2 separate regions of the Oryzias latipes genome follow, and region 1 is linked to region 2. A link is a contact called in public Hi-C data. All regions are on one chromosome and are shown on one strand. The core of a region is the stretch at or near the end of the contact, and the rest is flanking DNA. Distances in the headings are between cores, read along the strand shown.

Evidence for each region. A called contact is a pair of places that touch in the nucleus more often than the background predicts.
Region 1: a contact with region 2 is called in a Hi-C map of gastrula embryo, with 1.8 times the contacts expected there. The contact joins the promoter of agpat4 here to the enhancer-like site in region 2. A contact is called at or near these places in 4 of 5 Hi-C or Micro-C datasets (embryo and gastrula embryo).

The regions. Positions count from the first base shown.
Region 1 is chr15:25,318,145-25,320,844 of ASM223467v1, forward strand. It overlaps agpat4 (1-acyl-sn-glycerol-3-phosphate acyltransferase delta), which reads right to left and starts at 1,344. Exons shown (of 10, transcript XM_023963609.1): 1 at 1,181-1,344; 2 at 629-819; 3 at 334-503; 4 at 78-239. The coding sequence starts at 806.
Region 2 is chr15:25,263,610-25,266,309 of ASM223467v1, forward strand. No RefSeq gene overlaps it. Among protein-coding and RNA genes, the nearest start is that of slc35f3, 11 kb to the left of the region's middle. Within about 2 kb of position 1,287, at least 1 of the 8 cell types and tissues checked has an H3K27ac peak or open chromatin away from gene starts, as enhancers often do. A contact at or near this core is called in gastrula embryo, where this site is marked.

The sequences.
Region 1 (2,700 bases), core at 94-2,593, 55 kb after region 2:
AAATATATAAGAAACTTTTTATACATATCACTTTTATTGATAAAAAAAAAAACTACAAAGGGAGGCGAAAAACCCACCCAGTAGTTTTCTGGGTAATCCCGCAGATTCTGAAGACTCTGAGCCACCAACCTCCGGTCCTCTTCCCACTTCCTCTTGCAGAAAACTATCTCCAGGAAGTACCACATCCAGCCAATCACCGGCACATATGCCAGCTCCTGTTTGGCCAAAACCTTTGAGCTCTGAAAAGTATCAAGAAAAAACAAAAACAAGAAGGGTGGGTTAAGTGGTGTTTAAGTCGGCGAAGATCATTTCCTCATCTTTGTGCCATCTCACTCCCAGAACTCCAAAGCGTTCACAGAAGGTCCAGCCACACAGAAAGTCGATCTCAAAATTATGGTTGAGAAGAACAATCGCGTTCTCCTTTCCATACAGAGGATAGCTTTTTGGGTCGGTGTAAAGTGTGCATTCCGTGCCAGACCACCACTCCAGGACTGCAACTACCTCTGCGACACACAAATGCATTTTCATGAGAATTGTCACGTTGGTTATCTTATCATCTGGAAGGACAGATTCGGACAAAAAAAAGAGGACAGAATGTACTAGGATAAAAGAGACAGGGAGTACTCACGACTGGCGATGCAGTAGCCCAGCCGGATGTTGATCCTGCGAGCCAGCTGCTTGCTGACCAACCCCACGGGTAAAGTGCACACCTGAAGCAGGTTGATGAGGAGGCCGCTCACCAGAAACACATAGCCGATGATCAGGTGGCAGATGAACAGGGATTTCAGCGTGGACAGCAGCCCCATCCTCCAGGAAAGCCTAAAAAACACTACATTTACTCTAAAAGTAAACATGATTTTCTTGTTTACATACCAACTGTTGTGGGTCATCCTGGTATTTACTTGTCTAAAAAAAAATCCCTGACAAGTCTTTCTTGTTTGAATAAATGAAAGAAGCCTTTGAGCTGGGAGTCTGTAGTTACAGAGCTCTCCAAAGACCCATCCAGGCCAGAATACAGCTGAACATCAGTAAGAACCTTCTAGTGGTGTCATCCAGTGGTGTCAAACTGGACTCAAAAGTCAAATAATTCACTTTAATTTATTTTTATAGCACGTTTATGACAGTTGTACTTGACATTCAAATTTTAAGCAAACCATTGATATAAAACATGAAATATTACCGTTTCGGATGAGCAGCTATTCTTTCTCTGACGTTTTTAGACTCTCTCTGCACAGATTAATTCTATAAAAGAAACTTCCCCGCTTCGTCCTTTAGATTTTAGGTGTGATTCATTAAACGGTAAGAAGGTTCACCTCCTAGAAGAAACTTCCCGATGAGGAGCACCACGCCCTTCTACGAAGATCGTCTATTCATCTCAGGCTGTCCGCAGAGCGCCGCTCCCAAACCAAGTTACTGATGCCATCTGCTCGTTACATTTACAACAAATACATTAGTCACTAATATAAATGAGGGAAACCATAATAAAAATTAAAAAGGATAAAATAATATAATATGATTGGGGTTTGTCTTTTGCCGTAAAACGCGACAGAGTGAGTCAGCTTTCCACAATTAGCATTCTCTGTTTTACCCATGTTCAGCTGCAGGAAATGTTCATCTTTTGCAAGCTCAATGACTTTATCGCACTTATGAAACAAGATGTGAATCACGTATAAACTATAAAGGTAGAAAACAATTTAAATCTACAGGAAGAAATGCTATTAATTCAGTGTTTAGATCTAGTATTGTATGTCCTAAAACAAAGAAGTGGCTTCAAGTTTAGAAGGTTTTATTTGAAAATGTCATTTCTAACAACAACTTTTGATCTTAATGATCTATTATGCATGTTTACAACATTGGGTAAAATGTTTTGGTTAAAATATACCTCTTGGGATTTTGCCATTTTTTAATTCAAGTAGAATAAGTTGCACTTAATGTTTTACTTGCTGCTGCTGACATGTCAGAGGTGCATTTTTTTTAAATGCAATTATTATTATTATTTTTTTTATGTTCTGTGAACTTCTAATTTAGAGGCAAAAGAATAGAAGATAAGTTGAACGTGCAGAAAGTAGATAAAAAAAGGTGAGAAGACTGAAAAAAGATGGCTGCCCTTTGGCCGTGTGACCCAATGCAAAAAAACATTCTTTAGATTTTGACTTTAGACTACTTTATTAAAAAAAATTGAGATATTGAGCTTAACTTTGGCTATTATGTCTCACTAGGCTTGTTACAGCATAATTACTTTACTTTACTTTTATTATTTTTTACTTTAAGCATTATTTTGAATGAAAATCCAGTAAAATAAAAAATAAAAATGCAAATAAAGTAGAAAAGATTTTAAAGCAAGGTTATGCTTTATTATTCTTAAAATGACTGAAAACATGTCAATACGAATGAGTTGTGCTGTTTGCTATGTTTTTCTTCAGTCTAAGTTGGATTCTTGGAACATTAGAATTGAACTAAAAACATTTTAACTACAGCTTGAAGAACTGATAGAGAACAAGAAGAGTAGAAAAAAATCTCACAATGAATAATTACATAAAAATGCACAGGATGAAAGAATGAAGGATTATTATATTTTATGTCTTTTCTATGTAAAAAAATTGAATTATTTACCCCCAAAAGTGATATTTCATTCATATAGTTTAATAAACTTCATTTTTTCTCCATTTCTCTCAGCCACAACATTGCCTTAATGAATAG
Region 2 (2,700 bases), core at 37-2,536:
CGTACAGTTCAGTTACCTTTTCCCGTAGATCTTTTCACAGCTCTTTAGCTTTCCCCATGACTCAGGATCCAGAAATGTCAGTGCAGCACTGGAGGACGGATGTAAAGGTCTGTTGGGAGTCCAGAGACTCAGACACCATTGTGCACAAACATTGATTGCCGAAAAACAAGTGACATGTGGGTACCTCTAGCTGCCGTTCAAACCCTTTCATATCAGCATGTGTACATGTTTTCAAAACAAAACCATCAGGGTATGTAAACTTTTTAACCAGGTCATTTGGGAAGTTTCTGTTGTCAACAGAATTTCTTTGACGATAAATAACTTCACCCAACCACTAACTATGAGTGGAAAAAAGTCTTTGTGTTATTATTCATGCTCTCTGAAAAGTGACCAAGAAATCATAATTTCTTCCAGGATGTGTAACCGTATCAGCACAACTGTATATTATATCCATTTAGGTAAAAGAATTGGACTGTATCGTATCACCACAAAGTTACTTGAATCAATTTGTGGACCATGTATCGAGATGCATATCTAATCAAGTGAGAGGGAAAGTTATGGTAGAAAATAGGTAATTGGTCAATAACAAAAGTTCAACTAAGTACTTTGTTATATACCCTTTGTTGGCAATGACATCAGTCAAACATTTTCTGTAAGTCTTCACAAGGTTTTCACAAACTGTGGCTGGTATTTTGGCCTATTCCCCCACTCAGATCTCCTCTAGAGCAGTGATGTTTTGGGACTGTCGCTGGGCAACACAGACTTTCAACTCCTTCCAAAGATTTTCTAGGAGGTTGAGATCTGGAGACTGGCTAGGCAACTCCAGGACCTTGAAATGCTTCTTATGAAGCCACTCATTTGTTTCGCCGTCAGTGTGTTTGGGATCGTTGTCATGCTTCAATGCCCTTGCTGATGGAAGGAGGTTTTCAGTCAAAATCTGACATTACGTGACCCCATTCATTCTTTCCTTTACACGGATCAGTCGTCCTGGTCCCTTTGCTGAAAAACAGCCCAAAAGCATGATGTTTCCAACCCCATGCTTTACAGTATTGGCATGGTGTTCTTTGGATGCAACTCAGCATTCTGAGAGACGAGTAGAGTTCTTACCAAAAAGTTCTATTTTGGTTTGAGAATTGGGACTTTCTCCCAATCCTCTTCTGAATCATCCAAATCACCTCTCTAGCAAACTTTAGACGGGCCTCCACATGGCTTTAGCAGGGGGGACACGTCTGGCTCTGCAGGGTTAAAGTTCCTGGCGGCTTAGTGTGTTACTGATGGTAGCCTTTGTTACTTTGGCACCAGCTCTCTGCAAGTCATTAACTGGGTCCCCTCCTGTGGTTCTTGGATTTTAGCTCACCATTCTTGTCATCATTTTGACCCCACGGGGTGAGATCTCGCGAGGTGGCCCGGATGGAGGGAGATTATCAGGTGTCTTGTTTGTCTTCCATTAATTAATATTTGCACCCACAGTTGATTTACCTATTGCAGATTCAGTCTTCCCAGCCTGGTGCAGGTCAACACTTTGGTTCTGGTGTCCTTTGACAGCTCTTTGGTCTTGGCCGTAGTGGAGTTTGGTGTGTGACTGTTTGAGGTTGTGGACAGGTCTCGTTTATATGGAGAACCAGTTCAAACGGGTTCATTTCATTTTCGAAGATCCTCCTACAGAAGAAGTTACAGGTCTGTGAACGCCAGAAATCTTGTTTGTTTTTAAGGTCCAGGACCAGATAGTTTTTATCCACCGTAATTTACAGATAAATTCTTTAAAAATCAGAAGAATAGTTGAGGTATACCTATGATGAAAATTACAGGTCTCACTCCTATTTTTAAGTGGGAGAACTTGCATAATTGGTGGCAGACTAAATACTTTTTTGCCCCACTGTATTTAATTTTTTTCTTCCAATGCTTAGCTTGCATAGCCTTATCTCACCCACATACCGTTGTTGAAGATGTACTTATAAAATATACAAGGACTTTCAGCAATGCAGAAAAAGCATTGTGGGCTGTTTATTTCATGCAAGTCATTTATGATTTAAAACCAACTCAAAATGTATAAACCCTAAAGGACCATGTTAGCCAGATCATTGTGGCTTTCTACACTGACAGAAGAAAAACTGCTCTTCTTTGTCAATTCAAGACAAAGTGCCTTTGCGCTACAGTTGTGAGTTATTTCGGCTTGCGCCCACAGGTAATTGTGTTCTCGCAACACGGATCCAACAAACACTCACTGCTAGTGAGCCGTTTGAGCTGCTTTTGCTCATGAACTTCACAGTGTGGATGTCAGCTCAGTGCCTCAGTGGGGAGAACTGCCTGTGTGTCAGAGGTAATTACTCTTCTAAAGGAAATACAGCTGCTGAATAAAACAAAAGCATAACGCTATTACATTCCCTCTTCTTTTGCAAGACATTCACTGCTGTAGATATAAAGCACAACATGCTCTGCAGCAATGACATGAATTATGCATCTAAAAATGATTTTATGTAAAGAAAATTCTGTTCTGCATTAAAATCTTAGTTCTTTCCATGTCCTATATAATTATTAAATTACCTCTGCCTTGTAAACAAGCTCATAGATTAAGTCTGAGCAATGTTTTCCAACCCAAGTAAATAAATCATTTCCAGGTAATCAATTTGTTAGAACTCCAACTTCAATTAGAGCTCTCTTCAAAGATGTACCTTCATTTCTAATTCAAAAATGAGCTGA